Regions from separate parts of the Zea mays genome. Here all the other regions are linked to region 2. Evidence: chromatin contacts called from public Hi-C data. All regions are on one chromosome and are shown on one strand. The core of a region is the stretch at or near the end of the contact, and the rest is flanking DNA. Distances in the headings are between cores, read along the strand shown.

Region 1 (6,442 bases), core at 820-3,319, 150 kb before region 2:
CATCTGAAAGTGTAGTTGCACAGCTTCTTGTGATATCAATGAAATTCGGAGACTGCAACATCTCAAGGATGGTGGTCATCCCATCACACTGATAGGACACTTGAATTTTGATCCCAAGACCACAAAACGAAGCGGCAGTAGGCAGTATCCCCTTTGACACCAATGTATCAGAGATATTGGCAATGCAGGAATCAGAAAATTGAGCCGGAACCCCAAGAGTGCCTGTTGTGTTTGCATACATGGCAGACGAGACCGCAAGAACAGCATTGATGTAGCGGCAACACTTTGAGTGTCCATTTTGGTCCGAGCACACGGAAGCTATCAGTCCGTAGTTGGGCCAACTCAAATCCAAAGGACAATCTGCACGATGGAAGAACGATTACGAATATTGAATGGTGCTGCAAATGTATAGATACAAGAAAGTAGGGGGGGGGGGGGGGGGGGGGGGGGAATCATAGATGACTTTTGAAGACCATCTTAATACTCCACATATTAACTGAAACTGGGGAATATATTACACAGAAAGAACAAAATCTGCAATGAAGCCGTGCAGTTGGCTCTTCCTGTTCATGACCCGAATTGCATCTTACAAAACAGAAACTGGAGTGAATGCCTCAGATCGCAGGACCAGTACAAGGTAGATACACCATACATACAGGCCCAACAGAACATGCAATAAATTCCAAATCCAATGCCCCGATTTCACATCGGACTATCGGACGTGCTATACCAAATATTGAATGTTACCTACGGATAAGCGTGTATGAATACATTTCAAGATATTCAGCAGTATTGTAGAGCACAGGTGACAAGTCTGAACAACCCACGTGAAAACAACAGGTGAGGTGAAGTCAAACAGATTAGTGATTCAGTAACGCCGAATGACAGGACGGGGGTTCTGCTGACAGCAAAATCCAACGGCTACAAAAGCAAGGGCGAGAGAGGCATCAAGGCCCGAAAGGCATACCGGTAACTGTTTAACCCGGCGCAGTACCAAAAAAAAAACCCATTAGGTAAGCGAATTGATGGCGGGTGGCGCGAGGACTCAAGTGCTAGCGATGCGAGGTCCCCCTGTGGCAGACGACACATGCGGCGGCCGCGAACAACTTCTGGCATTATCCCCCACTCCCTAGCGAGGTGACAACGCCTCAAACCCTCAGTCTCTCAGGAGGAAGAAAAATACCATAGCATACTCATAAAAAATGCAGCTCTGGGGGAACGAGAACTAATCTGGACGAAATGCAGAACCGTCACCTAAATCTCCAGCAAAAGTGGGGGGAAATAGGTTTCATGGACTCAACGAATCACCACCAAGGCACAGAAGCAAAGAGCAGAACAGAATGGAAGCACTGGTTTAGGGAAGTGTCGAGTCGAGTGCGCTTCCGATTCCAGCCGCGAGCACAGTCGCCGCCGCCACCCACCTTATCAGGCTCCGAAACCCAGCGATCACCGGTGAGAAACGCGTGACACTGGCGCTAGCACTGGGAACTGCCTGCCAGATAATATAAAGGCGCGGGAAAGGAAGAAGGGAAGGAGAACCCGGCGGTTCGAGTGGCATCGGCGGGTGCTTACCTGCTGCGATCACCGCTGGCCACGGGCGCGCCGCCAGCAGCAGCGCGGCGGCGAGAAGAAGCACCGGCGCGAGGCGCCGCCGCATCGAGCCCGACGAAGGAGGAGGCGGGGTCGGGACCGCGGGAGCGGAATCGGAGAGCATGCAGTCAGTGGCAGTGTGGGTGAGGGGGGAGAAAACGAAGTCCGTCCGGCTCTTCGGGGAGGAAGGCAGGAATGGGATGCCAGGCTGCCCACCCGACGCCAACCCGATTCCCTCGCTCTCCTTTGCTCGCCGGCGCTTTTTCGCTTTGCGCGTGCCGGGCGCAGCCGCGCAGGCGGCAGGCCCTCCCTTTTCATCTAGACTACAGGAGTGGTCGTGGTCGTGGACTCATGGTTGGGTTGGGCTCACGGGCGCGCAGTGGGATAGAGGGATACGCGCCCTGCCGCCTGTGGGTAAATGGGTCTCGCACGTGGCGTGGACCGGCCCATACATACAGATACCTACAGTGCCAGCAGCAGACGCGCGCGGCGCCGCGCTCGAGGATTCGGCCATCGCCCAGCCGTCGCGACGCCGCTGGGGCATCTCGTGTCTCGTCAAGGGCTCGAGAGCCGCTGACCCGACGGCCCTCTCGGGCGACGGCCTACTGCTACTGTGTTCGTCGTCTAGGAGAGGGGGATGGGGACGGGTTGCTCAGAGCCACTGACGGGCGGGCCACGGACTTTGCCGTTCAGTTTGGCGGTGGCGACTATCGCCTATCGGTATCGGCTCGCGTTTGTTCGTACGGAAAGCTGCCGCGCGTACGGTCGCGCCCACAGTGCCACTGGGGAGATCATTTTTCTCGTGTGGGTTCTAGGGTAACAAAGATAACTCCCTACATAGTCGGGTTTTTTTTATTTTTAATATTTTTAAAGTTATTTCTAGAAATGACGATAGTCATTTTGTTTTAAAAAATGATCCATTTGGCCACACCAGTAGAGATGTCCAACAGGGCCGTGCCCGTTGGACGGTCCGTGCACGGCACGTTTTTGGCCCGTTATGAACACGACACGGTGGTTGACGGGCTCGGGCCAGCACGCCCCGTTATTCGGGTCAGGCTTGGGCCGCTGCCGTGGCACGTCGTGCCGGCCCGAGCACGGCCCGATTATTTTTTTATTTTCCAGTGCATTTCTTTGTATATTAGAAGCAACTTTAATAATTTAAATACAAAATAAGTTTGGTTTAGTTGGCTAGAGTGGTGTAGCTAGGCATTTTAAACCCTTCAACTAGGGTTTGAATCCTAGCAAAGCTTGTTTTTATTCTTTTTTTTACTTATTTTTCTTCCCACCCCGGTCAAAGCACGACGGGCCTTAACGGGCTGCGGGCCGGCCCGACCTGGCACAGCTATGTGTGGGCCGTGCTTGGGCCTGGGATGTGGCATGGTGGTCCAGCCCGGCACGGCCCGTCAACCTAACGGGCCGAAACGTGATGGGCCGAAGGCGGGCCCGTGCCGGGCTGGCACGGCCCACCCGTTTGGACATGTCTACACATCAGTCCCTTTGTCGTGGCCAAACAACACAGATGTACCACACCGTTAATTATAACATGTTGGTAAATTGTATAGTTGTTTGTAATTTATTATAATGCTTGTAAAAGCACTAACACATTTAGGTGTGGCTACATGGATGGTACCATGTACTACACAATGGTCGTGGTTAGACATGCTACCTTTGTCATTGCAATAATGCATCACCTTGCATGTAACATTGTCCATTCTATATTGTCGGCGTTTCGACCCCGGGGGGTCCCTAGACCGACGAGTAAATTGTCGCCGCGTGCCCCAGCCCAGATGGGTCGGCGCGAGACGGAGCACGGAGGGGGGAAGCTAGAGGGAGACAGGCGTAAAAGGGGAAACCCGCGGCCTTCGTGTTGTCCCGCGCCCAGGTCGGGTGCGCTTGCAGTAGGGGGTTACAAGCGTCCTCGTGGGAGGGAGCGAGAGGCCTATACGCGCCGTCTCGTCCTCCCCGCGCGACCAACCCTCTGTACGAGTGCCCTGGGCCTTCCTTTTATAGGCGTAAGGAGAGGGCCCAGGTGTACAATAGGAGATTTAGCAGTGTGCTAACGTGTCTAGCAGAGAGGAGCTAGCGCCCTAAGTACATACCGTCGTGGCAGCTGGAGAGGTTTTGGCACCCTGTTCATGTGATGTCGTGGCCGTCGGAGGAGCGTTGGAGCCTTGCGGAAGGACAGCTGTCGGGGCTGTCGAGTCCTTGCTGATGTCTCCTTGCTTCTGTAAGGGGTTGAGGGCCGCCGTCGTCATGGAGCACGTGGGGCGCCATCATTATTTGTTTACCAGGGCGAGCCAGATGGGACGCCGGTCTTGTTCCCCGTAGCCAGAGCTAGCTAGGGGTAGGGTAATGATGGCCCCTCCTGTGACGTGGTCGGTCCGAGCCCTCGGTCGGGCGAGGCGGAGGCTCCTCCGAGGTCGAGGTCGAGTCTGTCTTCCGAGGTCGAGGTCGAGTCCGAGCCCCTGGGTCGGGCGAGGCGGAGACCGTCGGCTGAGGCCAGGGCTGAGTCCGAGCCCTGGGGTCGGGCGAGGCGAAGTTCGTCGTCTTCCGGGGCCGAGGCCGAGTCCGAGCCCTGGGGTCGGGCGAGGCGGAGTTCGTCGTCTTCCGGGGCCGAGGCCGAGGCCGAGCCCTGGGGTCGGGCGAGGCGGAGTTCGTCATCTTCCGGGGCCGAGGCCGAGTCCGAGCCCTGGGGTCGGGCGGAGTTCGTCGTCTTCCAGGGCCGAGGCCGAGGCCGAGCCCTGGGGTCGGGCGAGGCGGAGCTTCCTATGGCGCCCGATGCCGGACTTGGCTGCTGTCAGCCTCACTCTGTCGAGCGGCACAGCAGTCGGAGCGACGCAGGCGGCGTTGTCCTCTTGTCAGGTCGGTCAGTGGAGCGGCGAAGTGACTGCGGTCACTTCGGCTCTGTCGACTGAGGGGCGCGCGTCAGGATAAGGTGTCAGGCCTTCCTTGCATTAAATGCTTCTGCGATACGGTCGGTTGGTGTGGCGATCTGGCCAAGGTTGCTTCTTGGCGAAGACTGGGCCTCGAACGAGCCGAAGGTGTGTCCGTTGCTTGAGGGGGCCCTCGGGCGAGACGTGAATCCTCCGGGGTCGGCTGCCCTTGCCCGAGGCTGGGCTCGGGCGAGGCGAGATCGAGTCCCTTGAGTGGACCGAGCCTTGACTTAATCACACCCATCAGGCCTTTGCAGCTTTGTGCTGATGGGGGTTACCAGTTGAGATTAGGAGTCTTGGGGGTACCCCTAATTATGGTCCTCGACAGTAGCCCCCGAGCCTCAAAGGGAGTGTTAATACTCGCTTGGAGGCTTTTGTCGCGGTTTTTTGCAAGGGGACCGGCCTTTCTCGGTTGCGTTTCGTTCCGATGGGTGCGCGCGAGCGCACCCGCCGGGTGTAGCCCCCGAGGCCTCGGAGGAGTGGTTTGACTCTTTCGAGGTCTTAATGCGTTTCGTGATGCTTCGGTCGGTCTGGTTGTTCCCTCATGCGAACTGGTCGTAGCCCGGGTGCACAGTCGAGTCCCAAGTTCTCGGGCTGGTATGTTGACGTTGTCAATGGTTTGGCCGGAGTCGGGTTTGCGAGAGCAGCCCCCGAGCCTCCGCATAAAGCGAGAGGACGGTCAAGGACAGACTCGACTTTTTTACATACGCCCCTGCGTCGCCTTTCTGCAAGGAGGGGGGAAGCGCCATGTTGCCCTCGGAGGGCGCCGAACATGGTGTCTCCAGTGAGTTGCTAACGGGTAATCCGAGTGGACGCCCGTGCCCCATTTGTTAGGGGTCGGCTAGTGGCCCGGAGGCGCGCTCCAAAAGTACCTGCGGGTGATTTGCCGGACCCGGTCCCCTTTTGACGGGGTCCGAGGGCTCGATGCCTCCCTCTGATGGGATTCCGTTACAAAATCGTTCCCGTTGGTCTCGGAAATGTCCTAGGGTACCTCAGGAGCGTAGCCCGAGCCTTGGTTATGTATCGAACGTACCCAGGGTCATCCCTCGCTCTGCGTCTGAGGCGGCTGTCGAACCCTTCGGGGGCCAGCCTACGAACCCCTGATCAGTAGTGGGCGCGGAGCCCGAGTGGCCTGAGGCGGCCGTTGAACCCTTCCGAGGGGCCGGCCTTCGAACCTCTGACCAGTAGTGGGCGCGGAGCCTTAGCGCTCTGAGGCGGCTGTTGAACCCTTCCGAGGGGCTAGCCTTCGAACCTCTGATCAGTAGGGGGGCTCGGGGCCCGCTTCCTTCGCGGAGAAGGATCCCTTTCGGGATATCCCCTTTCCCGGTCCCTGTTGTAAGAGAGAGAAAGAGGAAAACGGAAAGGATATGAAATCGAACGACGTGGCGCACCTTTTTTGACGCGGTCATTATGGCGGAAGCGAAGCGTCGCCTGCTTCTCCTGCCAAAGGTGCCGCCTGTCCTGCCGCAGAGTTAATGCGACGGGACGAGTGGTTCGCGGGGCAGCCGTTGCGCGTGCGCGAGCAGTTCGAGGAACGGGCGTCTTGCTTTGAGTTTTGAATCTCGCGGCGGGTTCAGGCGAAGTGTTGAACGGGTCTTGCCTTGGCCTTCATATATTCGAGAGAGGGACCGGTGGCGGTTTTCTACTCTGCTGCTCGCCTCCCACTTAGGTTTTCGCAACCCGAGGGAATAGCCAGAGAAAGGAAACCGTGCACCTCGTCCTCTCCGCCGCCACCTCTTCTGCTTGGTGATGGCTGACCGGGCGACCATTATTTCGCCGCGCGACCCATGGCCTTTCTCCACCATCACGGCGGATGACCTGGAGGCCCTTGTTGCTGAGGGTTTGCTTCGCCCTCTCTCCGGTGACTCGCAGCCGGAGTGGATGGCCCCTTCGAGCGGAGCTGCCCCGTCCCTGCCGCC
Region 2 (6,402 bases), core at 295-2,794:
CAGGTTGTTCCTTGTTCCAATTATCTAATCCCTCAATCTTCATTTATGTGATTTTTGAATTTTGCAGCCAACAGCAAACATAAAAAAAAAATTACTTGGCTTACAGTAGAGAGATGGCATTGACTACTTTCACTTTGGTTCCTACACCAATTATACAGCCAATGCAAGCTCACGAAGCCAAATACAAATAAATGAAATGATGTGATGATGAATAATATCAGCATCATCTAGGCTTTTTTTAATCACTTTTATGTCTTCATGAACTCATCAGTTTGTTGTTGACTTTGGGGTTAGAATTGAAGTACAATATTAAACTATATATGGATCCATCTAAATTTCCTCCTAATAATGATATATAAGTACATTACTTTTGTTGTCTATTAGTATGTGATCCGGTGTTGGACGTTTAGAATATTGGCCTTGGTCACAAAAGTTCCTCAGATCCACCACTGATTGCACCAAAACACATTGGAAAATGCAAAACAAGCACCATCAAGAAGTAATTTACTAGATAAAGTTAGCCCTATCATCAAAAGATCAGAAGTGCACAAAAAACTACTTCAGACTTGACTGTAGTATACATCTGAAATCATCACCAGACATGAGAAACAAACATGTGAAATCATTACTAAACACATTTGTTAAGTACGCTCAAGAATTTAGGCTTTACCTTGGGCGGTCACCAGGAGGGCCAGAGCCAAATGGACGGCCCAGTGGCCTGGCAGACTTCTTGAGCGTGGCAGGCACGATCTCAGACGGGAGGTTCAGGTAGTTGCGTAGGTGCTCAATGCCATCGTTGGTGAGGTACCAGTAGTAGTACTGCCAGGAGAAGGTCTCTCTGACATACTCCTTGGACTTGAAGCTCTGCATGAGCTTGATCACCTGGAGGTTGGGCACATCAATCTGTGGGTGCTTCGCCAGGTTGTAGTCCTTCTTGGCATACAGCACGCCCTCTGCAGCAGCAAACACATCAAACTAACAGAAACCGTATGAACATAGCACACATCACATCAGACCATGCTTTCAATTCTCGGTGATGGATATACATAGAACCTGTGTTCAATTCCATAGTTTAGGGGGCACACAAATTTGGAGTGCAAAACTATTTCACAAGTTCGCTGTGTCAAGCCTATAATATATCTGCTCGTAACTCGTAAGTTTGTGAGATGCTAAAACTAGACCAAAAAGTGAACTCAACATAATACACTAGTGCTATCCTAGTAATAAGGAAACAGTTTGAAGACGTCCCCTCCTAGAAAGCGAAACAACCAACCAACGCAAGTTACCCTACTGCGAGTTTAGCGGACGAATAATCGCATACCCTTGAAGAGGTACTTGCAGATCTCATTGCGGTTCTTCTTGGGGATGATCTGCGGTTGAAGAAAAACAGGTGCGATATTAACACCGGCAGCAGAACAGGCGAAAGCCGAGGAGCAGCAGCGTATTGAGCCTCGCGCGTACTCGCTTACCATGGTGGGCCGTCGGGCGCGCGAGCTCCGAGTGCTGGACTGCTGGAGCGTCTGGTGTTGCGTAGGTGGCGGTGGCGGTGGCGGCGGCGAGTAGGGCACGGGTCGGGAGATGTCTTTTATACCTGTCGCCGCGGTGTAGGGTTTGGTTCGATGAGCAGAGCGAGGGTATAAGCGTCAAAAATAGAAGCGGGGCCTTTCAGGCGCGTGTTTGGACAGCGATTCCACCGGGCCCGTGGAGGCTGATATTATTCCACTCATCGTCGTCGGGGCCAGCTCCTCTCGCTCTCGGTCCTTGCTTGCCTGCCGTCGTCTCATCTCCAGGTGGACCCAGGACTTGCAGGGTGCAGCCGAATTTCAGTCTGGAAGACCATCATCAGTCTCCATCCATCTGCCCGCATGGCTGCCTGCCTTCATCGGCCATCTCTACCCGAACACAGCATCACCGACACTTCTGTGAAATACCTGACCGGGCAGGTGCAGTCCTCTTTTTTGTGCAAAACAACGGCAGCTGCAACTGCAAGCCTAACAACCAGGCCCTCGCGAGCAGGAGAGCGGAGGACGCACCCCCAACAGCATTCCAATCCATGGCACAAGCTGCACTGTACTTGAAAGCATCCAGCCTGAACAGCTGAGCAGTCACACTGCTACGACTATGACTGTATAATAAGGGTGTGTTTGGTTTGACTTTTGGCTTTGACTTTTGCCCCCCTAAAAGTCAAAAGCTAACCAAAGGGCTGGATCCAGAAAGCAGCTTTTTCTAAAAGCCGGCTTTCTTGTAGTGCAAATCTGAAAGCACCCCTGGACCTGCTTTTAGTGGCTTTTCGGATGGAACTGTGAAAACATATATCGAAGAATTTTTAATGACTTTTAGTTGTTTCCACCAAACGGTTTTTAGCTTTTTAACAGCTCACAGCCTACAGCAGCTTTTTTCACAGCTCACAGCCCACAGCAACTTTTTTCACAGCCACAGCCTAACCAAACAGACCCTAAATCAACATACGGTACGAATATGACATCAGAAACCGAGGCTATATACCCAGGCGGATGGCACAACAAACAGGCAGCAAGGTTTGGAGGTCATCGGCCAATCCTACTGGAACGGTTTCAGCTATAGCAATGCTCAGTCTTTTTTTCGCCTCAGGAATACACACGAGCGCGCGCGCCTTTATCACACAAAATCATCCTTCGCATAAATATACGGCCCCAAGAAAACCAACTGGAAAAAAATCGCTATGGCTAACATATCGATTCAACAATGTACAGATACTGTCACGACGACGACGACCGACACTGGTGCTTGTGGAGTTTGCATGCCCGACCAACCAACCAACCAACCATATCCAGCTTCTTTATCAGGCACAAACTCAAGCGCAACCACCGTTTTCCTGGTGGCTAGCCAAGCTAGTCCTCTTAGTTTCTCCACTTGAAAGGTTCTCCATTCGGTGCGTCCTTTGGAGTGTTGTTTCCGCTGCTATCGCCAGGTTCGCTTGCAGGTGGCGTTTCCACCGATCTTGCTTGGGCTGGAGCTTTGCCACCCCGGCGCTCCTGGGGAGAGCAGCAAAATGTTAGCAATCTTAGTCTAAAATATGGGGAAAATGTTACTATATTACTCCTTATCATGATCGTTGAAATTGTTTGAAGAAAGAACGAGCTGACAGCTCTTGCAGGATTTGAAGGTGACAGCAAAAACGACCAGGCAAATCAGATTGATATCTAACTCATATGTTGTGAAAACAGTGAAAAAAATGAAGAATGGGGGCAGGCCCTCCAAGCTAATCTACAAAGGGTTAATGAGAGCACAGTCCTCTAGTCAGTTGCCCCCATGGGAGTCTGGGAACTGTGATAACGATAACCAATTCAGTGCATATTGTAACAGTCACCTGTAGTTGTAGGGATACTTGACTATAACAAGTAAATAAAGGTGTTACCCAGCTATTCCAAATGTAAACAACGATTGCGAAACGAAGTGTTCATCATGATAACCTTCTTGCTTCAGAGTTGGTGGACAACAAGATTTATGGGCAATAAAGTCAAAACAAATTAACATACTGAGACAATGGGTACTCAAAAGTGTGCACATGCCATCTTAACTTACATCTCTGTACGGGAAATCGTCAACCTCAAGCATGTGAATGACATGCCCAATCTTTGGCCTCTTGCGAGCTTCAGGGTCTACGCACCGCAGAGCCACTAGCAAAGCCTTCTTCAATGCCCTAGAAGTAGGCTTCTCAGTCATCTTTGGATCCAAAACCCCCTCAGAATTTCTGTTGCTGACCATCGTCTTCAGCCACTCAACTAGATTAATCTGAAAAGATTGCTCCACAAAGTTCATATATGCACTTCTCACGTTCATTATTCAGCGAATGCAAGGAGGTACTGCCATTACTAACCTCCCCTGGCGGCCTGTTGTAATCAACAGGTACACGGCCAGATATTATTTCCATGATAAGAATTCCGAAACTATAGACATCGCTAGTTTCATTCAACATGCCAGTGCCCGCATACTCTGGTGCAACATACCTGCAAGCAACAAAATTTAAAATAAGCCACCACAAACTTGTTTATCTTGGAGGATCCTAATCTTATAAGCAGCGTTGATGTCTAACCCAAACGTCCCCATGACCCTGGTTGTGACATAACTCCTTTCTGAACCCAAAAGTTTCGCTAGCCCAAAATCAGAAAGCTTTGCATTCCAATGCTTGTCAAGAAGAATATTGCTCGACTTGACATCACGGTGAACAACCTTTGGCTCAAGTCCCTCGTGCAAATACATTAACCTTCACAATTAGGTAAAATAATGTAAGCAGATAGTGACAGCAAAAAAACAAGACTACAGTAATAAGTCAGCAAAGTGCATACCCTTTTGCTGTTCCCAGAATAATCTTCATTCTGATATCCCATGTAAGAGGGCTCACAGGGCCAACATCCCCATGGAGCCATTGCTCCAAGTTTCCATTATTAACGTACTCATACACAAGCATCCTGGAATGGAAAAGAACCATATACAATGAAATTTATGATAAAGCTACAAACTCCTTGGTTCTATAATTTCACAATATAAGCTAAAGCTATTGTCCATACAAGAAGATACCTTTGGTTGCCTTCAGCGCAGTATCCTAACAACCGAACAAGGTTCTTGTGTCGCACTCGCCCGATAGCTTCCACCTCAACCTTGAATTCCCGTTCTGCCTGCCCCCTGATAGAACATAGCGCCAAAGTTTATCAAAACCAACAACACAAAAACCAATAATTCAAACACTCATTTCATCATCTATATATATGGCAATCTACACTACTAAAGCATGAACCCTGCAAAACATGACTTAGTTGGATATTTTCTATGAAACGTTCTTGCACAGTGTCACCATCTGAATTGTCACATCTCCATTGACAATTCGTATATAGCTTGCTTAGAATATAATCAACATTTTGCAAAAAAGAAAGACGATAGCCAATTGAACACACAAGCTTATAAATACGGCTATACTTCAGTCCACAGGTAGCATAAGTACCTGTTGTTGAGCAAGTTTTTGACGGCGACCTGCACTCCGCCCTCCAGCACGCCGTGGTACACTATGCCGTAGCCGCCCTCGCCGATCACCTTCTCGTCGGCGAACATGCACGTGGCGTCCTCCAGCTCCTTGAGTGTGTACCAGTGGCCCCACCCCAGGTGCGATACCTCCGGGACCCCCGGTTCCCCACCACCGCCACGGCTCTCCCCGCTGGCGCCCCGAGACGACGGCCCCCCGCTCCGCTGGTGGTGCGGGGGCGGCGGCTGCTCCGGGAACGTGATACGGTGCTCCTTCCCCGTCTCGATCTGGATGGAGTCCGGCGGCGGCGCCTGCAGCACCTGGGCGAGCGGCGCCTTGGCCGGGGCGGCGGGGGCCGCGGTGCCGCGGGAGGGCACCTCTTGGATGTCCTTGGGGGGCTTGGTGGGGTGCTTGGGCTGGGCATTGGGCACGACGGCGGGGAGGTGGAGGACGGGGGCAGCACGGCGGCGTCGGCGGCGGCGGGAGGCGAGGAGGCAGAGCAGGGAGAGGAGGACGAGGAGGAGCACGAATGCGGCACCGACACCGATGCCGACGAGCTCCCAGAGGTGGAGGCCGAACACTAGCGTGCCCTGGGACAGCTCGGAGTCCGACATGGGCGCCGCGCTGCTCAGCTCCCCGGCTGCTCAAGCCGAAACGAAATGGTGGATCTCCCTCCCAAGAACCCCCCTCCCAGCAGAATTGGGCGCCACTAAAGAATGAAGAAATCTTCCAAGAAAAAAATCGCCAGAGACTGGGGCTTTGCAGGGAATTGGGCGCGCGGAGCCGGATTCATGCAGCGGACAATCGAAGTGGCGAAGAATCTATGGATTTCTGCAGGGGGGCGCAGTGGGAAAGGTATGACTTTGGGGGGGAGGGACGGGATTTAGGACAGGATGGAGTGACGAAAAAGGTAGATTTGGAGGTTGATTGAGCCCAAAAAGGTTGGATTTGCGGGCAGTGTGGGGGCTGAGACTGGATTATTTTGGAGGTGGGAGGAGCGATGAGCGAAGCGTGGTTAATTTAGCTCTGAAAGCATGGATTCTGGCGTGGAGGTGGAGGAGGGTGGTGCCGTCTGCCGTGGTAAGGTGTGTGGCTGGCCTGGGTGGCTGGGTGGTTGGTGGCGATCATTACAGGCCAATCACCGTCCAAATCAACAAGAAATGCACAAGCAAAGGAAGCATGGATAGTACAAAAGTGACTGCTCTCAGAGTAGAGTGAGAGTGCCGTTGTGAGTACGAGTACGATAGACGGAGCAAAAGGGAGGAGAGAGAGAAGACGAGCGCGGGGAGAGTGGAGAACAGAACGGGGAGAGGAGTCGTCGACTGCAGGCTGCAGGACCAGTGGGAGCGGCGAGAGGATCACAGGCAGCAGGAGCAGTGACAGCCTGACAGGGTGTTTACATA
Region 3 (6,751 bases), core at 3,667-6,166, 180 kb after region 2:
GCATAGAATTTTCCTTTCTTAGATATTTTGCATTGTTTCCCTAAAGAAATAGGATCATGATTGATTCTAGTTAGGAGGTTTACATAAAAATAAGGATGGCTTGCGTAGGGATCAAGCAAGCATCTCTATATAGGAAGAGAAGATGTATCAATCTAATCAAGCAAGGCAATTATCTTGCATGCCCTCAAGGGCCATCTGCCACGTCACCCTATCTCACTCGCATGCTCAATGTGCACGACCACGACTCCTATGCGCTACCAGGGGTATACGCCCTGGCCATTGATCTCCTACCTATACAACCTACGTAGTCGTGGTATGATCTCGGATCCTATCAATTGTACAAAATGTAAACACATTTAAGATTTTTTTGGGGACAAACTACTTTTTATGGTGAGGGATTAAAAGGCAACTATGCAAGGATAACTTAACTATACTTACTCAAACATTATTATAGAGCAAGGACCATAAATATGTTGGATTTTAGTTGTAAACTATAAATGCAAAAATAATCCACCTAGTTGCGTCAAAACCTCCCATAAAACAATATTTTGAGGCACTTATTGCTCCATCAGGTCCCTGCAATAATACATCCACATCAATATTTAACATAGAAATACTAATGTGTTGCAATGACAATTAAAAAGGGATGGATAATTGAATATCAAACCTGTGCTCGTCTTAAACCAAATTCTAACAGAACTTTTGACTTTCCAGCAACATGACGATGACGTGCAGCATTAGTAGTTACCAAAGAAGCATAATTGATAAGATTTACAAATGGGGTCTCAAGAAGTTGAACTACCTGATGGTGTAATAACAAATGGTAAGTTATCAGAGGCATTTCAAAATTCTGGTCAATGCTCATATCGCAAACATGTATTAGCATAACTGGTGAGGGCTTCGCACTTACAGCAACCGGACCTTCAACTCTCATCAAGGGCACTTTTGGAAAAACTACTGATCCCTCAGGAATAGAGTACACCTCTACATCAGAGCAGTCAACTTCCCCGAGATAATCGAAGAAAGCACCCTAGGAATTGTAGTTTACTTCAGAAAATGAACATTTAGCAGGAAAACACCCAAATAAATAGTGTTTATAAAAGTTAGGTGAAAAACAAACAATCCAAGACACAGTGCGTGCATTTAAAATTACTTCCGCTTCCTCCATGTGAAGTAACCAATTCTTTCTAGTTCATGCTAATTGGCCTTGGTGACTAAAAGGCATTATTTTCAGCAAACCTAACAACCTATCTCAGAATCATGGGAAGAAAGAGGCTACTCATGTATGGATGAGGTGATACCGCACATGTTGGCATGACTGATTGCAGGAAAGAAATGTCATGTTCTGTGAACTTAAAATTCGCCATAAATTTGATGCACTCCTCAAGGCCAGCAAAAACAGTGAACTCCCCACCAAATGGATTTTTCCTAAAGTACAGGTCAAACCTGTGAAAGAAAAAGGATTCAAGTCAGAATTAAGTTGACAAAGCTATTACGTGTGATACATTATTTCTATCCATAGACAGATTGTATCCACTGAAACTCAATCAGAAGGCTTGAAACTAGATTCACTGAAAGGTTTATGGAGGACTAGAACTTGCATGAGGAAGCAGACAACAGGCAGAAATGTTTTCTTGGTCGTAATAAGACTAAAATGCAACAAGATGGGTTGCATTGGATGGACATTCAAATTGCTACTAAGTAGTCAGTTCCCAACTTCCCATGAAATGACAAAGATTATTTTGTGAGTTCCAAGGATTAGAAATTCTTGAACCTTTTTTCACCAATTGTCTGAATTCATTATAGATGCATGGTTTTGAAAATTTGCTGAGAGATTGAAATTCAATGACCATAAGCTCCAAGTCAATTCCGGTAATCTTTATTTTAGGGTCTCCATGGTCACGGGTCTAGCTGTTTATATTGCGGTATTTCTACCTATAATCTAGTGTATGTGGGTCTGTGTAAAGTTGTATGAGGTTTTCTTCTTGCCTCACCTATTCTTCTTAATATAATGATACGCAGCTCTCCTGTGTTTTTGAAAAAAAAATCTGGGATGTCTGGGAGTGTCCTGAATCAGGCCTGCGTGCCTATCTGGAAGAAAACTTTGTGTAATAATCCAGTAGGCGTCGTTTCCCCCCTTGCCGTGATGTTGTTCACCTGCATCTTGATATGTCGAACTCTAGTAGTTCTTTGTTCTGCTACCCTGTCTCTGTGTTGTATTTCTATTATGAAAGTAATATAAATGGGGAATCCCCTTGTCAAAAAAAGCTCCAAGTCACTCTAGTAGTACTTTTGCCCTTTAGGCCCTATGAAATACACAAGTTGCCATTTTTCCTCGACTCTAACAATACCAAGGCCTACCATTAACTTTCCATAATGCCACTTGCATTACATTTTCCTAAATTTGAGATAAAAAATATTTTAACATTGGCATACTTTATTTGGAGTCACGTGGAGGCATCTCTGGTGCAATCTAGGGAGCTGCTGAGGTAAATTAAAAACCGTTGCTTTATGAGAAGCCGACAAATATTTTAATACTGTGGACAAACAACGTTTTAATACAATGCATACAAGGAAGTTCTATCCATATGAACTTAAGGGTATGGGGCACATATGACCATTAAGAACTAGGGTTACATTCCAAGACATAGAGAAGATCGCTTCACACAAAGTTCTTGTTTACCTCAGTATCGACCAAGAAGTTTTGCACTGTCATGCTGTACGAGCAATATATAAAACAGCCCAGGGTAGTTTCAAGGTACCTTCCTAGAATATTCTTTGAATGACACAATTATAGCTTTTCCCCCATAAAAACTCCCCTGTTCCTGAACTAGCAGCCAACACACATATGATGATATCACCTTGTTTTTTTCTAAAAAAAGGAGTTTTCTGCAACTAAAATATGCAACTATTTTAAGTCAAAGTTGCTTTCTTGCATACGTTTGTGATTGTACACATTTCAAACCTTGGATGGCCAAAGCAAATAAATATAAAACCCAGAGATGAATTGATTGACTTGTTTGTTTACTCAAGCAGTAAATGTCATTCATCTGTTTGTCTATTCAAATGTCCACGTACCTTCTGAATTACATCATAATAATACTCATGTGTCATGTCATATGCAAATTGTGAAAAATATCCAAGAGATACAATTAGAACTAGGAAAAAAAGGTTTGGCTCCTAAAGCCAACTTAGGATAAATTAACACCAAATGCAGAATATACCTCTAAGAAGAGCACGATAATCCCAAATGAATGCATCGTCCACTCCAAACAAATAAAAACAGATAAATATCAACATCGACAAGGAGCAATTAAAATTGCACAATGGAAAGGGCTCAGCGGAGAAATACAAGGTTGAGCAATGAAAATGAAAGCCCGGTTTGAACACAGTACAGCACAAATCAAAATACTAAAGGTGGCATCCCACTTGCTCAGTTTTTACATCGGCAACATTGTATTAGCAATAGAGAATGCATATTGACATACATCAACTGTAGATGTCGAGACGAAGATATGTTTGAAATCAGTGGCGGATCCATGCAGTGGTGAGTGAGGTCTGGCGCTCGCCACAGCTGAGATACGGCGAGAATACCTCCGGTCGGTGCTGAACAAAAACATGCAAGCCTACCTGGCAGCTGAGGGTGTGTAGTTCCTGCTTTACGTGGCTCATGGGCTTTTAGAGTTCTGGTAAAAAAAAGGTATCGTATAAGGCGTTGCCATCTTGCCAACGGTTCAGCAGTTCAACGATTAGATCAATCTCATGTTCTTCTCTTGGGCCATGACGGGGAAGAAGGAAAAATAAAATTGCATCCAATAATTCTTTCTACTAGTTTAGTTGTTTGTCACATGATTTATCAGATTATGCACTGAATTGTTTATAAGGTACGTCATCAGAAATTGTTTTTTTAGTTTAGCATATTTGTATGGACATGTTTATTGTGCTCGTTATATTTGTAATTTCAAATTTTGGAAGTTTCGCCGTAGGTAGATTTAAATCCTGACAGCCACTGCTTAAAATATCACTGCTGGGGCAAGAGAAAAATCTAACTAGACACGAAAAGGATTCCGAAAGCAAAACCAGAGCACCAGATCGAAAATAAAATAAAATACTCTGAACAATCAATGGTCCACGATGTAAAAAAACACACCGTCTTAGCCCACAGTGGTGGGAAAACAATAAGAGGGAAAATCAGCAATACCAAATAACCGATCCTACGAGAACTAACGCTCCCAGCACATTGATCAGAACCAAAAACGAGAGCACAGCACTAGCAACAGAACAGCAACAAGGGAATTGCGGCAGGGAGGGACCGAGCTCCAATCCAATACATGGCCCTGAAAGCCCCATCCCTCAAAACCTAACACGGCACGGACAAACCGTCCCGACTCCCGCCCACCACCCTCACGACAGTCGACAGATCACAACCTCCCGATCCAATCCAATCCAACCGGCACCGCTGAACAAATTGCGCACGGGCACAGCAACGAAGCGGGGACAGGGAGAGGGCGCTCACACGGCTCGGTCGGCGTGCTTCCCGGCCTTCCAGTACGCGTAGGCCATAGAGAACTGGTATTGATCGGTGAGCATCGCCGTCGCCATGGGGTTAGTGGGCGCTCCCACCGCCGCGGCCACCCCCGCGAGGGAGCCGTTGGCGCTCGCGGGCGGCCCCGACGTCGCTGGTGCTGCCATCCTGGCCTCCCCTCCGGCCTCCGGAGAGAGATTTCTGGAAGAGTGGAAGGTGGCTCCGCCTAGGGTACGCTTGCGTCCTGGACGGGGCGAGAGAGGCTGCGCCGGAACCCGGAAGGAGGACAGGAGGAGGCGGGAGCGGAAACAGCTGGACTGCTGGAGACCCGAATGACGGAATGAGGCGGGTGGAGGCGGAGAAGGCAGGGGCCCGAATGGAATTTGTGAGCTTGGCCGGGATCTGGGCGGTACGTACGGTATGGATGTTTGATTTATAGAAACTAATTTATTTTATTTTATTTTAGGTTCTAAATTAAAACTAAAACTCTAATTTAGTTAATAATTAAGAATTAAAATAGAATAAAGTGGGTAGATTAAAAATTAGTCTCCCTAAACCAAAGGATCCCTATCAAATAGTAGTAGTATGTGTTACAAAGTATTGTCATGTGATCAACCCTCTCCCCCTGACAGTTTTCTCCCAAGGGACACACCCCTTGGAAGACACTGTATTCACATGTATATAAACCAGATTCTCTGCAATAAAGAACTACTACTGTCATTTGTCTCTCTCAATTCTCATTTACCACTGAGTATATTATAACACGTTATCAGCACCACTCGATCAGAGAAGCGAGAGATGAAGGGAAAATGAAGAACTGCCCTACGCGTCACCGACGCAGCGCTTTCTGTAAGGATCATGGCGCGCGTACTGGTTTACGCTCATCCAGAGAAAAGTAGGATGTTATTACCCTTTTCTGATGTGTTCTTTTGGCACTGTCGTTCTTTCAATTTCTACACAAATTGCATGATGGACATTGCCTGGTTGTGGCTACGCGGACTGCAGAGGCAATTAACGCTTGCCAGATTGCACCTCACGAACGGGCAGGGCCCGCTCCTGGCCGGAGGCCGCGCTGGGTCTGCGCTTGGCCGGAAGTGCCCTGGCCGAGGCCGCGCGCCCTCGCGCTGAGGCCGTGCGCTCGCCCGCGCGAAGCCACGCAGGGGCCACACGAGTCCGCCGCGCCAGATCTTGCGCCGGGGCCGGGGACGACGCCCTGAGCCGCCAGGGCTGGGACCGCGGCCGTTGTGCCTGAACCACAAGGGGCCGCGCGCCGCCGTTGGAGGCCGCTCGCCTGACCGGGCCCGCGCGCACCCGCCCGCCTGGCCGAGCCTCCCACGGCCGAGCAGCGCGCTCGCACCGGGCCTCTGCGCCCGTGCCGAGCGGAGGGGTCGCGCCTGTGCAGCCGGGGACGCGCCGGCGTGCCGCCAGGGGGCCGCGCCTGTGCAGCCAGGGCCGCGCTGCCCGGGACCGCGAGCCGGGGCCACCGCGCCCGACCTGGCGCCGTTGGGGCTGGGCCGCCGTGCCGAGGCCGTACTCGCGTGGCGCCCGCGCCGGGCAACCTCGTCGCGCGCTGCCATGCCCGCGCGTCGTGGTTGGGCAGCCGCTCCCGCGCTCGCGCCCTGGCAACCGCCGCAACTGGCCGGGCCGCCTGCCGGCGAGCCGAGGCATAGGGGTCGCGCCCGCGCGCAAGGCTGCCCGTACAGCCACCGCGGTTGCGCCCGCTGTGCGCGCCCCAGCCTGGGCCGTGCACGCGCCACCGGAACACGTGCCCAAGCGCCCGGCCGGGTCCGCGCCGCCGGAGGAGGCGGCGGCCGTCCCTGTCCATGGTGATGGACGGTTAGGGTTTTAACCCTAACGGTTGATTTTATATGCCGGTTCATGGGCCGGTTTCAGCCATAGATGGGCCACGAGCGCCCGACTATTTTTATTTTTATTTATTTTCTGTTCAATTACTTTCACTCAGTGTTGAGAATCTAAATTTGAATATTTAGACTTCTGATGAGATATGTAATTGTACATACTTGTCTGTTTTTATTATAAAAAATACAGATTTGATAGTAAATTATATTATTTTTACATTTATATTCACATATTTTCGACTTGCTTTGTTTTTGCATTCTTTATGATTGCATGGAAAACATAGCACATATAATAAGTCGAAACTGAATGGTCTACATGCAACATGAGGTTGCAGTTTATGGGTGAAAGCATAGGGTGATGGAGTCC
Region 4 (6,042 bases), core at 188-2,687, 210 kb before region 2:
CCGCGCCGGACGGCAGCGACGACAGCACCGAGCGGTACCACCCCTCGTGCTCCACGAACGGCGCCGGCATCTTCTCCGCGTCCATGCGGACGATGTACGGTCGACGCTCACCGTCCGCCGCCGCAGCCGCAGCGGCGCACGCCAGCAGCAAGAGGCTGATGGCCCCGAACGGCGCGGCGGGAAACATGATCGCGGGCGTCAGAGGCAGCCCCAACTGGTACGCTGAGCTGAATCGACGCCGGATGAAGTGAGCTGCGCGCTGAGCTGAATCGACGCTTGGGCTCAGAGCTGCCGCTTCTTATGCATCATCATCAGCGGAGTGGAGAGTTGAGTGAGTGGATGCTACAAGTGGAGAGCACTCGCCGTCGCGTCTCGCCGGTGCAGTGGATAGTACAAACACACACACATTATATAATGGATCCCATGGCGGCCATGGGTGGCCAGGGCCGTACCTGTGGCCGTGGGGTGCAGAGGGTGCGGCCGCACGGGCCCAAAAAAATACAGGCCCCCAGCTATTGTATGGTAGCATTTTTTCTATTGAACACATCTATTATAGGCACAAATACGTAAAGAAGTGATGCGCTATCGAGTTATCGACTAGTCTCGCTTATATTTTTAAACTGTCTCAATTACTTATCGAATACTTCATCCGTTTCAAAATAGTATTTGTTTTAGTTCTTGATTTTTATGTTTATATTGATGATGATGAATCCACTAAAGAAGCAAAACAAATTCTATTTTGATATAGGGAGAGTATTATAAACTATACATATGATGGTTGCTTCGGCAGAGAGAAGCTTTTAAAAATTGAAATGTTTTTTAACTATTTTTGGTCAACAATAACTCAAAAGATGTTAAATGGCTTGACGATTTTATATATCGGAAAAAAGTTGTTGGATCAGATTGATCTCAATGATATAAAAGATGACTTTGTATCACAAAATGTTAGAAGATATTTTTAATAATATCAGATAACAAGTGTTTTTTGCTATATTTTACATTTGTTATCTTATAAACTTCAAAATAGTGCATAATAATTTTTATATGTCAAATATTTGATAATATATATATATATATATAATTATATATATTTGTGTGTGGGTAGGACCTCAATATCGGATTTCGTATTGGGTCCCTGAAAAGTCAGGAACGGCCCCATGGGTGGCCTGCATGTCTGTTGACGTTGCAATCATTGTACAGTGCCATTAGCCTTTCACGAAAGCAATGTACTGTGCATATGTAAACTATATATATGTAATCGGCGTCTGGTGCGCGTCCATGTCGCCAGACTTGCTTTCCGCCCACGGCAGCGCCGCTCTTATTCTCCTGCCTTTACAGTGCTTGCTAACACACACACACACACACACCTTGTTTACTCGCCAGTCAGTTCGTTACGCAATTGCAGACTAGTGCTTTCCACTTTCAAGCCAAGCTGCTGTCCTGTCCTGCTGAGCCAACTGCCGTTATCGACTTATCGCCACCTCAAAGAGATGCAGGAAAGAAAGAAGCGGGGGCGCCATTTGGGTATGGACGTGCTATCTGTTTCCTGTTGATACGATCGCGTGGAACCGCTGCGCAACAGGCAGGAACAGCAGAGCATGGAAAACAACAGCGCAGTCATGCAGTGCTGTGCTGCCTACTGTGGCCTGTGGGTGCTGCGTGCACTCACTCAGGCTGCAGGCTGGCATCATGGCATGCATTCAGGGATTGGAGGGATGGTGTTCGGTACGTGCTGCGGTCATAGCTGCCTTCCCTTCCTTTCATGATGTGCTCCTTTTCTCCGGCCTTGTGCTCCACCACCGCCGGCCGCCTTCTCGCCGCCGGACTGGACTGGATGATAGATAATTAGATATATAGGCGGGCAGCGAGCACTGAGAGCGACCGGTGACTGAGTGAGTGAGACCTCTGGGGCCTGGAACAGTGCAGCGTGACGACCGCGTCGTCCTTGCTTCAGTTCTGAGCTCTCTCTCTCTCGCCGGCTCGCGTGGTGACGGGCTCCGATTCCGGGTTGCATTCTCCATTCAATTTACTCTTCTCGCGTAACGAACTCTGCAACCACTGACGACGACGCGGCCCGGAATTTAGAGGCAGTTTTTTTTTTGAGGCCGTCGATCTTTCTTTCCTTTCTTTTCCTTGCTCTGGGTTTCTGAACAATTAGTTACTACTACATGTCTGTCTGAACTGAAACTTTGGTGAGTAGGGCAAAGATTCCAGGCGGAACAGCGCAGCGCGGTCGCACGCACATTCATCGATCCCGAGTTTCTAGCGTAACAGATTCTAATTCCTGACGACGATGGCATGGCAACACATCAACCAACAGCCCGGCACTGTACAGATCATCAGGGATCGATCGGTTGCTTGCTGCCTGTGAGCTCCAAATCAAATCAGTATGTGTATGTGTGTGTGCCTATATATATATATATATATATATATATATATATATATATATATATATATATATATATATATATATATATATATATATATATATATATATATATATATATATAAACCTGCCATCGCACTGTTCCACAGTTCGGTTACTCCAAACTTCGCTTCCTGTGAACTCACTGCGTATACGGCACAGTGCACTCGTAATTGCGAGATAGCTCCATACATGCAGCTGGACACAAGTACAGGAGATTGGTATCACTGTTTAGGCTGACTCCGTCGGGACTCGGAACTTGTACACGCCGGTACAAAACACTCTTTTGCATAATAGAGTTTATTGTTTATAGAGTGAAGTTTAAAATAGAAGGCGGGAGAGTGAAGATGACCTATATGGATGGTGTTCGGTTCTCGACTCGCGATGTGAACAAATGATTCACGGAGCTATTTGATACGGCACCATAGTAGCATTGGTTGTAAAGGGTGGCAACTGTCCTGGCAAAGCCTCTCTCTCTCTCTTTTTTTTTTCCAGTGGCGATTACTGATCATTGGTGTGTGATTATGAAGCGAGGAGGCCGGCACGGCAGCATGATGCAAAGGTGAAGGGTGGCGATGATGCTCTGCTTAGGTCGATTACTAACTCTTAGCGCGGTTGGTGTGTGTCAAGCGTGCGGCTTTTGCTTGCTGTGGACACAAGGCCACCACCAACGATTAAAAAAATGAAAAAAAGGGTCAGGGTTGGCCGCTCTTGTTTCTATAGACCTTATCTAAAGATTAAGCAAATACTCCCTCGGTTTCGTTTTAGTTGTCGCTGGATAGTGCAAAATTGAACTATCCAGCGACAACTAAAAAAACGGAGGTAGTATATTAATAACAAACTGTGCGCTTCATGCGTATGCGCTCTAAAGCAAAGTTTGATGCTTACTTCCAACTCTCAGGTTATATGGTCCAGGACAACTTTTACAAACCAAGACCAAAAAAAAAAAAATCAAAGATTGGGAAGCATGTGTCGTGGTTATGCCTCAATGGCTCCATGTAGTTGTCTTGGTTTTGATAGAGGTTTCCTTTATCCAAAAGACAAATCTTTAAGATGCTAAGAAGTTGGAAAAAAGAGAATGAAAGGATATGAAGAGAAAAAAAAAGGTTATAAGCCTAGCCCAACATTGTCCCTCTATCTGGGCCCAGTTTAAAGAACGGAACTACCAAACTGTCACAAGAAAAGTGTTCGTAACCTTATGTTCCTAGCATAGAAAAAGATGTTTATTCTTTCTTTATGTAGAGAGGGAAAAAGACCAAAAGGAGAAAAGTTGTGTATTAGGGTAGTCCCAACTCCAAAACCTAAGTAGCTGCTATATTATCAAGATTGTCATATATTTTCTATTACATCTGTCTAGGATTAATCAGAATAGGTTTCCTAAAAAACTATAGATTCTGCTAGTTCAATTTAGAGTCACCTCCTATCTTAGATTTTCTAAATTCTAGTCATCCTTATTACAAAGCTATCATGGTCTCGCAGAATCTATAGTTGAGAGTTGTTTAAACCAAATATATTTTAGTTTTTTCACAATCATCAACACGTAGTAGCTTTTTTCACAACTTATAGTTAGAATTATATTTTTAGAAAATTGAACCAAATAGATCCTCGATTAAATCTGACTAACTTTAGATATGATAAATTATGACAAGTTAGGCATTCATCCAAACGCTTCTTAAATTTCGTCATCTCTTCTATCCCCGGCACTTTCTCTCTTCCTCGATTTCTTGTCTCCGTATATAATTTGCAGCGATGCTGGCAATAGGTGTGGCCTTGTGATGGGGCAGGCACCTGAGTCTCTGGGAGCAGAGCGTGGAGGGCTGGAGCCCGGAGGTGCATGACGGGCCAACTGCGGGTGGCGGGTCGGATGGGCTGGGCGCGACTGGCCAGGGCCCAGGGCGCGCGCACGATGACACGGTCTGACGAAGTGACGAGGGACCAACGAAAGATATATGGCCCTGCAAAATGTGTTGGAAGAAATCATATGTGCCCCCCAACGCGAAATGTGGACTACTGACACTACAAAAATGTGCCAACAAATAAATAAATTGGTTTAGACCAATAAGTTTTATGCATAAAGGATACATTAAAGATACTATTTTGTCCCATAAAAATCAAAGTATAAGTGAAGAGGGACAAAAATTAGACTTTGCGTGTCAAAACTGATACACGTTAAGTGGATTTTCAATCATAAAAACATATTTTCTACTATCTCCATTTGTTTTTATAACGTTGGATAGTGCAAATTTAGACTAGAAAACATCAAACCAAAAAAAATGGAGGGACTTTCTCTCTATCTTGCTACTCGCGTCTGTCGGAGTTGGCCCTCCTTTCTCCGCATCCGGCAATAGGGGAAAATCACGATATGACTTCCCTTAGACCAACTCCAGCAACACTCCCTATCCCACTCCGCATCCGCATTATACACGCTCTGAGTCACTATTTCGCTCTCCAGCAGCCTCCGCATCCGTCTCCGCAAAACACACGCCGTGTACCTGCACTCCTCTTTTCCACGGTTTCTCTCTCCTCTCCGCACAAGACTGCATGCGCTCGCGGCTGCTCGCGGGGCCCAGCTGTCATAGACTGCATGCGGAGTGCAAATACGGAGTCTGCTGGAAACGGGGACGGATACGGAGAGGAGAGACTGTTGGCCGTGCTAAATACGGATACGGAGAGGGAGTCTGCTGGAGTTGGTCTTACCTGTCAATGAATTTTAGGAAGGAGACGAACAACAGTTATGCCTTCATCAACTTCACCATGACAGAGGTGGCTTGCCGGCACGGCAAACGCCGCCCGACCCGAGTTAGCCTAGCCCCAAGGAGAGACACTCTCCCACAGGGGCTACTATATATCGATATCGTAGGATAGGATACGAGCTCCGCGATCTCTGGCTGTCCGAGACAGTGTCCATGTGAGCTCCATGCCCCTGACGCCTTCGCTCGGCACATCTGAACCCTGCCCGCTTCAATGCGCTAGGATCGGTAGAACAGGTCTAGCTACTGCGCTACTTAATTAATGTACGACCCGCATCCATCCTTTACGTGTGCCACTGCGACTTGGCACAGCAGTGATACGGATGCGCTTCAGTTATATCTCAGCAAGAGTCAGATCTACACGAAGCTGGTCACGAAGGAGAACAAGAAGCGAGCAACAATGAAAACTCTCCAACACCAAAAAAGAAAAAGAAAAAAAAAGAAATCCTCTGTACATACATGACAACAACCGAGCAACAATGGCCCCATGCATCCAAATGTAACGCACGCACGCAAGCACACGCAGGCGGTAGTAGTAGTATAACGACGACGGAGAGAGAACTCAAGTGAAGAACAAAACGGCGAGGGCAGCAGGCGCGCGCGCGCGCGTGTTTCGCTTTCGCTCTAGCTAGTGGGTGTAGGTGCAGGCCTTGGCGAGGGAGACGGGCCTGCCGAGCCTGGTCTGGTCCATGGTGACGCGGCACCGCGCCTCGGTGTAGAACTTGGGGGCGACGAGCCTGCCCAGCACGAACGCGCGCGACCGCAGCCGCACCGCCAGCTGCAGCGGCACGGGCGGCGGCGGCACCACCACCGCCGGCGCGCGCTTCCTGGGCGGCGGCAGCGTCGTCGCGGTGCTGCTCAGGCCCG

Evidence for each region. Hi-C and Micro-C count contacts between places; a contact is called where the count stands out from the background.
Region 1: a contact with region 2 is called in a Hi-C map of tassel, with 5 times the contacts expected there. The contact joins the promoter of LOC103646449 here to the promoter of LOC100282542 in region 2. A contact is called at or near these places in 7 of 25 Hi-C or Micro-C datasets (ear, endosperm, leaf and 2 more).
Region 3: a contact with region 2 is called in a Hi-C map of leaf, with 6 times the contacts expected there. The contact joins the promoter of LOC103646450 here to the promoter of LOC100282542 in region 2. A contact is called at or near these places in 2 of 25 Hi-C or Micro-C datasets (ear and leaf).
Region 4: a contact with region 2 is called in a Hi-C map of root tip, with 4 times the contacts expected there. The contact joins the promoter of LOC103646447 here to the promoter of LOC100282542 in region 2. A contact is called at or near these places in 10 of 25 Hi-C or Micro-C datasets (bundle sheath, ear, endosperm and 4 more).

Annotation. Positions count from the first base shown.
Region 1 is chr2:53,227,295-53,233,736 of Zm-B73-REFERENCE-NAM-5.0, forward strand. It overlaps LOC103646449 (probable receptor-like protein kinase At1g49730), which reads right to left and starts at 2,070. Exons shown (of 9, transcript XM_020548298.2): 1 at 1,573-2,070; 2 at 1-360. The coding sequence starts at 1,714.
Region 2 is chr2:53,381,645-53,388,046 of Zm-B73-REFERENCE-NAM-5.0, forward strand. LOC100282542 (40S ribosomal protein S10) reads right to left here and starts at 1,545. Exons shown (of 5, transcript NM_001371870.1): 1 at 1,470-1,545; 2 at 1,322-1,370; 3 at 671-953. The coding sequence starts at 1,472. LOC100274438 reads right to left here and starts at 5,898. Exons shown (of 7, transcript NM_001148797.1): 1 at 4,982-5,898; 2 at 4,561-4,665; 3 at 4,329-4,451; 4 at 4,076-4,246; 5 at 3,860-3,989; 6 at 3,565-3,774; 7 at 2,603-3,014. The coding sequence starts at 5,613. The coding sequence ends at 2,880.
Region 3 is chr2:53,563,266-53,570,016 of Zm-B73-REFERENCE-NAM-5.0, forward strand. It overlaps LOC103646450 (nicotinate phosphoribosyltransferase 2), which reads right to left and starts at 4,917. Exons shown (of 16, transcript XM_008671185.2): 1 at 4,517-4,917; 2 at 3,489-3,686; 3 at 1,302-1,446; 4 at 911-1,030; 5 at 668-802; 6 at 515-576. The coding sequence starts at 4,692.
Region 4 is chr2:53,175,501-53,181,542 of Zm-B73-REFERENCE-NAM-5.0, forward strand. It overlaps LOC103646447 (subtilisin-like protease SBT1.7), which reads right to left and starts at 1,438. Exons shown (of 1, transcript XM_008671183.4): 1 at 1-1,438. The coding sequence starts at 187. It overlaps LOC100383970, which reads right to left. Exons shown (of 2, transcript NM_001176583.1): 2 at 5,609-6,042. The coding sequence ends at 5,804.